Linked DNA regions of Drosophila melanogaster: region 1 is linked to region 2. The links are chromatin contacts, called in public HiChIP or PLAC-seq maps. All regions are on one chromosome and are shown on one strand. The core of a region is the stretch at or near the end of the contact, and the rest is flanking DNA. Distances in the headings are between cores, read along the strand shown. Region 1 holds the start of CG7800. Region 2 holds the start of grn (grain).

Region 1 (3,984 bases), core at 836-3,335, 37 kb before region 2:
GGGAGCTTTGCCGAGAGCAACAAAGTAAAGCTTTCGCCTCGTTCAGTTAGTTGATAAGGCAATTCAGAATCAATTCCGTCATATTTCAGATACATATACTGAGATGTTTCAACCTACGTTTACAAACCATTGGGGAAATGCTTGTGTTCAAAATAGATGTGGCCCTGGAAAATAAAATGTAATAATTGATGTTTAAATTTGATGCATTTCAATTATTCGTTATAGTAGTATATATTGTATATATATATCATTCAGCATGTAGGCACATCCAAATGAGTAGCCGGTTATTTAAATGTGCATGGTAGGAAAAACTCAAGAGATTCTTTATTATTATTTAAGGAAAAGTTTAAATATATACATGTTAAGTAGAATGATTATATTACAGGATAATTTCATCATCAGATTCGTTTGAAAACATTTCGATTATGGCAGGTACCGATGATGATTGCGTGAACTGGTTTCTTCCTCTCAAACGAATGAGTTTCACGATTAGAAAAGAGTTTACGAACAAGGAAACAATCAGGGAAACTAGCATCAGTACGTTCCATACATTCCATTGATAAGTGTCGTTGCTTAAAGGATTAACTTTGGTATCTATGGTTTGGTTTGTGTCGGCGCTTATACTCGTAGGAAAATCTCTGGCATCTGGTATGCACGGCTTACAAGTTGGAGTCGTGTTGTTTGATTGACTGTATTGCGTTTTCTCTAAGACGTTTACTCCAATTTCATTGAAGAACTTTGTAATATTTTTATAGCCCTTAGGCTGGAATTTATTATCGTACAGAGCAACCTCTTTCAGACTTGGATGAGGTTTCCAGGGTGTAAGTTCAAAATTGTTAATATAATTTCCCTCCAAATGCAAACTTTGAAGATTGAAAGCTTCGTCAATGCCAACCTTTGCGGGAGCATATATTCTATTGTACGAAGCGTCCAAATGAGTAAGCCTTTCCCATGGAATTGGCGAATCGAAGTGCAGACGCGTCAGGCGATTTGCCGATAGGTTCATATACATAAGATTGGGAAGTATGAAGAGCTCGCTCGTATTGTCGCTTCCGGCGGCTGCGTATATCCCTATGATATTCTCGGATAGATCCAGTCGTTGCAGTCGCCACATGCCCGTTAGAAGTTTGGGAATATCGGTAGCGGTCAGTAAATTGCTATGCAAATCCAGTTCGATAACAGAGCTTTTGTCGGGTAATTTAATCTCGGTTATATGGTTTTTCCTCGCCTGGAGTTTATGGACACTGCCCAAAATGTCCAGGCGCTGCACACCGCTGTTGTCGAGGATCAAGGTATGTGCACCGGGCAATGAAAGATCCGGCAGCGGTCCACAGTTGCTCATGTCCAAAAGGCGTAGGTTACTTAGAGATTTTAGAGACGTAGGCGCTATCCATGTCAAGGGATTCCCATTGAGTAGCAGCATCTCTAGCTTGGGAACGCCTGTAAAAATGTTTTCGTGAAGAGTTTCGATTCTATTGCCACTTAGGTCGAGATGCAGAAGTTCTGGTAGGTTTTGAAATACATCCCATGGCAAACCTTGAATACCATTCCCCGGCAGAGACAGCAGCCAGAGCTGAGCTAGGCCTTTAAAGCATTCATTGGATAGTCTCGTTATGTTGTTCCCCCCCAGCATAAGGATCTTCATGTTTGGCCACTTCGAGAAGTGTTCGTCGTGCAGCCCCAAAAGATTTCCACGTCGCAATTGAAGGCTTGTTAGGTACGGCAGTTGATTCAGGTCGTTCATGGTGAAGTCCGGACTGTCGCAGTTCTCCAGCTCCAGGGTGCGCAGATTGGGCATAAGTTTGAGTACCTTCTTTTCGCAGGAGTCCATGTGGAACTCGGTTAGTTTGGTAGCCTTCTTATCGCTAAACGTCCGGCTCCGACCAAGTAAATGGCAATAGGAATCATTGCAGTAGTCCTCCAAGTCTGGGCGGCCTAAAGCGGATACACTTGCAAGCAGGGCGATGATTATTAGGTACATAGTTGCTTTTCATAACAACTACAACTACTATAACTTTTGAAACCTAACCGCGTTTACAATCTGTTGATATATAGGTAGTACCTGTACTTGCTAAAGATGGAACGAGTCAGCTGTTCGCCCGTATCTATTCATATCGATTACGCAGAAGACACATTAGAAGATCGATTAGATTATCGATTATCGCCGGGCTGTTGAATTTTAAATTAGATTAAACATTTTCTAGTGATTTTAAAATATTTGTTTGTTCCTTTAAAACATTTTTAACCATTCACTATGCTTTTCAATATTGTTACCGGTGGCTAGCTGAATATTTCTATATATATTCTTAAGGAACACCCAACTTATGAGTTTATAAAAAGTGACATAATTAAAACTTCTTAATAAACTTTATGGGACAATTATTTGATGAAAATGTGAAGCCTCTGTGTCTACAGTATTATCTTTCAATACCCAGTGAATACGCCAAATGCCAGGAACATCTTCGCTTATCGGGGACAACAGACCAACATGTTCCACATAAAAAGAAGTTTCTTAGCTTCGCAAATAAAAGATAGCCAAGGGGGGGTGAGATCCTTTAATTCCCTGCATAATTCCAAGTCAGACAAGCGTTAAAAACATTTCATTATAACGCTACACAATCGGAATATTTAATGATTTAATCGGCCAAACGAATCGGGGACAACACCTAAGAAAGGACGAGGAGTCTCGATAAACTGCTTCAAATTCACAGATTTTAAATTTCAAATCGCTGCCACACGGCACAAAACAAGCGAACATGTAAAAAGCAGCCAGGTTCTGGCCAAGATCTGAGCCCCATACCCATACCCATAGCCATACCTCAACCATACCATTCCATTCCATTCTCAACGTTGGCTCGATATAATGGCGCGAGTTTCATGTTTACAGAAAAGATTATGCAGCCCCAAACAAGCGAGGGAAAAGCAGCAAGAACCAAAAGATACAAACGTGCAGAGGTTGCAGGCAACGCGGGATTTGCAGACCTTTGGATGCAACCTGAACACCGAGAACTGAAACTGGAGTTCTAATTAAACAATTCGTAGAATTTCGCGTTAATTGCGAGAAAACGACTTGAACGTGCTCGGCGGATTGGCCAAGGCTCTGGGACTCCGTTCCTCCCCCAATCTCCTTTTGGTTTCCACCATCACTCCACTCCACTTACTCCTCCTTTCCCATTCCCCATTTTAGGTGACACGTTCTGGGAAAGTAATACTGGCAAAGCTACACCCAAAAAAGAGTGTTTTTTTTGCAAATTTAGGATCAAGCTTAAGCCTACGGAGTACGGAGGACACCATTGTAAACTATTTAAAAATAATACTAATACTTATTAACTTAATTATATTTCCCGTAGGTATTAGAAGGTGTATCTTCGATTCCCAAATGAACTACTGTTTGGTTTTGTGTTTTTTTTTCTGAGTGCTGTGGGAAAGCTTTGCACTCCGTCTAGATCTGGTGTCATTTCACATGTGTGCCTTCATTTGACGAGGATGAGCTCTGTTATTAACACGCCTACCGGCATTACCCCTTGGAAGCCTCCTCACCAAAATGGCACAATGCTCTGGACTTTTTACACATGTGAGAAGGCTGGCCAACTTGGAGAGAAAACTCAATTCAAATTATCGCCAAACAAGATCGACAGATGTTCAACGGGCACAACAACAGAAATGCCGAGGTGACGGGGACTGGGATGCGGAAGGGACTAAGGGGCCAAGGGAGCTGGAAGATGAAGGGAGGTCAATGAGGTGCACCGACCGATCGGCCAGATCGATCTTCCTGCAGTCAAAGAAAAAAAAATAAAAAAGAATGCAGAGCATAAAGCCCGAAGCCAGAGTCAAAAGCAGTCGCACGTCTCGCTGAGCAAATAACGCCCCAAAATGAAATAACACAAGGCAGAGAACTAAACCCTTTAATCTAAACCACTTTGGGCCATGGCAGTGCAGATCCCGATCCCGATCCCTCGAGCCGATCCGATCAACAACGCCACG
Region 2 (4,429 bases), core at 1,585-4,084:
GTGTATGAATATATACCTCCCGATTCATGTACATAATACCCCCTTTGTCTGCTTGACGGCGTTCCACTGGAGGCTTCAGTGTCGGAAAAGTTGCGCACGTGCTGGAAAAGTCTGCATTCGAGGGAAAATTCTAAAACTCAACGCACATGTATACGCGGTACCAAAGTGTTGGGGGGTTACCTGGCATAGGTAAGTCCAAAATCTTCCACCCATAAAAAGGTATTAAGCGGCAAAGGTATAATGTTTGAATATTTTCACTTTAAATATACAACTGTAAGGTTGCATTTAAAAAAACAGAAGCAATTACTTTTGCAAGAGCTATATAATTTATTGCCCTGTTTGATAAATTATAAGTATATTTATTTCACAAGCATATATCTGTTAACTGCGCTCTTCAGCGGTATCTCATCAATTTGAAAATACTGAAATCCTTATCGAAAGGTGCCACCTGTATCTGCTATAACTTCCTCAACCAATTGGGGCTGATGTGTACTTATCATCTGCCGATTAACAGTTGAGTTCACAGTACTTGACAGGCAGACGTGACAATCCATCCATTTTTAAAGCCCATAAGTAGACATGACTGGGGGAATCTTATCGTGAAGCCCAAAAACCCATTGAGATTTCCCTAGCATTCCACGTTGTCCCCAAAGTGCTCAAATTGCTGAGCAAGTGATTTATATCAGTTTAAATATAAATCGTAGTTTTAATTAGCCCAAAAATTAACTTGTACTCTTAGACTCCTATGGCTTATGCTTGTGAATACAGATCAGTATGCATTTGTTGATTAAAATTAGGACTGATTTTCGAACATCTGCCCATCTAGAAAAGAAATCTAATTAATTTGATAATGAACCAAAATGTTGACACTCACTTCTAGAAAGAAATTACCCCGCTTTCAAAATGTGATTGATCAAGTGCGTTTGTTTAATCTGAGGATACAGATCCAGATGCAGTGCCAATTCCATCTGATCGAAGATCTCTCGAAAGCGACGGCTTATTTTCCTATCCATGGTTTTCGGTATCCGTATCCTTTGCACCATAGATTGCTTGGCAGATTGTTTGTGTTGTTCAGTCGGTGACACCAGCACCAATGTTTCTTGTTTGTTTTTCTTTTCTGTATTTTGGTTTTGTTTCTGTTTTTTTTTTTTTTAGTTGTTCTGTGGTTCGTCGCTCGTGTTTGGTGTTCGCACCGTTGGTTGATCTGATTTTGGTTACAGGTTTCTTATTTTGGCAGCCGCTCGTTGTCTTCTGGGTTTCGGGTTGGATTTTTATCTTTATCTCAAATTATGTATCTGTAACTATCAACAGCGCTATCTTATGACCACAGGTATTTACATACATAAACTGCTGCTTAGGTAGTCAGCCCAGGGGCTTTGACAAACGGTTTATTTTAGATTCGTATCGCGACAATATGAACTTATGAAATGCCTCTCGCCCAGCGATCACAAAAATATATTCAAAAATATTCATGTGGAATTAAGTCGGCCTGGGAAACTTTTAAGTTACCAGTTGTCTTTCTCGAACTCTTTTTAAGCACTTCCCCGCTGGAAACCCTCGAATCAGCATCCTTTTTGCCAGTTCACAGGTGCAGCCCCACTTTTAACCCTTTGCGCCAAAAACGATTCATTTTAATGCGAAAATCAATGCGGGGGCAGTAAACAGTATTTAGTCCTTAACTGAAATCTTTTTGATCACAAAAACACGAAGCAGTTGAAGTCAGTATGTAAGTCTAAAGGATATGCTAAAAAATCAATAAAGTCAAATTTTATATGTTCTTATATGTAAGGTAAATATCCAAAAAGCTTTAAATAATCCAAGTTGCAAAAATTCGACACATCAAAGTACAAGTTATGGAAGTTTGACTGTGGCAAAAACTGGCTCACGTATTTGAGACTTTCTTCTTGTTCGCTAGTTTGTATGAGTTGTGTGCATTTGTGCGAGCTGTTTATGCGTACCAGATGTACAATACAAGGGCGGCCCCAAAGGAGCCAACTTGCCGCGAAAATATATGAGCTCCATATTAATAATTTGCATCTAGATATGAGCAAACTATCTTTCGCAGTTCGCATAGTTCGTGTACTTCTCTTAATTTCCAGCTGCTAATTTATGCAAATTTCCCTCTAGTCCTAGTGCCGCCCCACTCGCACACGCACAAGGCGGTTGGCAGCAGGCGTATATAACTCAAAAATCGCCAGACAAATCTGCACACATGTTAAGGCCCATAAATAAAGCACATAATCGCAAACGGAACGATCGATGATTGTTGTCACTGCTTGACAGCGGGCGTGGGAAAGGGACGGGGATAGGGAGTACGAGTGGCAGCCTGCGTGAGAGGGGGATGGGGATGGGAGGGAGCTGAGAGCGCAGCGAACAGACAAGCAAAACGCTGGATTGTCTGGCTATGTGTGTGCGTCAAGTGCAGAGAGGCGTGCCGCTGAGAGATTATTGAACGATGCACTCGAGCGGAGCAAACAAAAACAGGAACAACAAAAATAGCGGACTGCAGTCCACCACAACAACAACAACAACCGGTTACCTGCCCTGCACACACAAAAAAACACGCCCCTCTCACGTTCGGTAAGAGAAAGTGTGACAGGCATATTGTTAGGCCAAGCAACGCTGTATAGCTGCCTCCCTCTCACCCGCAGCGAGCACTGCTTGACAGCGCGACCATCTTGTATGTGCCAGCATACTAGCGCACGCACACTCACACACACACGCACACACGTAGGCTGGGCCTCATGCAAACGGGTTTCTGCGGTGCGCTGCGCATGTATTGGTAGTGCGAGAGCAAGCAGCGCCAGTCTTTCCTGTTTTACGCTCGTGTTCGTTCAGTTCGATTTCAACTGTTGACGTGTTTGCAAGCGTGTTATCGGCGTGCGTCCGCTAGTTTCGTTCGTATTTTGCTATCGATTTTCGTCTCGCCGCGACAATAACAAAGAAAGCTCGAAAAACGCGTCGGCAAAAATACACAAAAAGCGATCAAAGTGTACCAAAAATTAACAACAAATCAAATTATTGTAAAAAAAAACCCCAGTAAAAACAAGCAGAGTGATTGAAACAGTGTGCTTAAAATGTAAGATCAAAAATTTGTGATATCAGTGATCATTCAAAAACAAATTGAGATCTATGATAATCAAAAGTTTTTAACGCTAGCCGCGCGCAAAATTCATTATCCTTATCGAGCGATCAGCCTTTGCAACCAATAGTATGAATATAATAAAAAAGTGCTGACACACGCATACCAAAAATCTGGCACTTGCGCTTATCAATTTATTGCTATCAACTAAAGCGCACGGTAGAGGAAAACAAAAATACAAGAAGACATTTAATGAAAAGTGTCTGCTTCTCATTTTTTTTCATTTTTTTTTTTGTCATATTTTTTCACTTCATTATCGCTGCTTCTGCTGCCGATAGATAGATAAATTGATTGAGTTTTCAAGTCAAAAGGCCCTGGTTATTTACTTTTCTTCCACCATCGGGAGGTAACAAATTATGTTGCCTTATCGCCGTTCTTTTCGTAGCGCAATTGTCAATTGAACGATAGGCATCTGGGCACCTTAAAGATACAGTCCACCGAAAAAACTCGGGTCCAACTTGGCTTGTATTATTAATAATTTCTCGAAGCCATAAGCAAACAATGAAGGCAAATAGAAAACAAAAAATACAGAACTCCCGTTGATAATAATCGTTTGGAAAAGAAATCAACGAGTGCAATGCACACAGCTCGCTATACAAACATATATGCTATCTATTGCTGATAAGCCCAAAAATTCCCCAAAAATTCGGCTACCTGTCTAAATCAATATAGAAGTGTTGTCGTTGTCTCTGCGATATGACTCTTTCGCCTGTCTGCAAGAAACCCCCGACAGATGCCAGTTAGCAATTGAAGCTCTTCGATAAACCTTTAAATCGCGTCTAATTGGGCCCACACACAAAAGTCTGGAAAAGATCTGGGAATACAAAGACACCTGCTCTTCGGGCGCCCGCTTTTGACAGCCCGCAGATCCGAAATCCACAGGATCTATTGTTCTTCGGTGTGTAAACATTGTGACAATGCAATTGTTGGGACTACATGTTTATTAGGTCCCCTGGGCGGGATCTTTGTCATCAATCAATCCGATGAATGCGAAAATACTATACTATACTATACCATACGGTTGCCTTTTCATAGTTTTAGTCAGTTTATTTCCCAAACTACACTACACAGAACGTGGAATACAAAAGTCCAATCGTAAATCAACTCGTGGTTATCCTGTATAACTGTACCGCAACCATAAAGCCATAAAAACAATTGAACAAAAAATGTAAAGCTCGCGATAAGGGAGAGTGAGTGATAACGCCGGCTACCGTTAAAATCTTATCAACAGCAGACACCCAACTTCAGTTGCTAAAGTTGTTCAACATTTTCTTGACTTTCACAGAT

What was found. HiChIP or PLAC-seq counts read pairs in DNA pulled down with a chosen protein or histone mark.
Region 1: a Pc HiChIP or PLAC-seq map of the Kc167 cell line shows a contact between it and region 2, with 2.9 times the contacts expected there. The contact joins the promoter of CG7800 here to the promoter of grn in region 2. A contact is called at or near these places in 45 of 107 Hi-C or Micro-C datasets (the Clone 8 cell line, the Kc167 cell line, the OSC cell line and 14 more) and 2 of 6 datasets of contacts at active chromatin or transcription factors (both in the Kc167 cell line).

Annotation. Positions count from the first base shown.
Region 1 is chr3R:8,216,058-8,220,041 of dm6, reverse strand. CG7800 reads right to left here and starts at 2,085. Exons shown (of 1, transcript NM_141513.3): 1 at 308-2,085. The coding sequence starts at 1,981. The coding sequence ends at 380.
Region 2 is chr3R:8,179,849-8,184,277 of dm6, reverse strand. It overlaps grn (grain), which reads left to right and starts at 2,834. Exons shown (of 9, transcript NM_169206.3): 1 at 2,834-3,079; 2 at 4,428-4,429.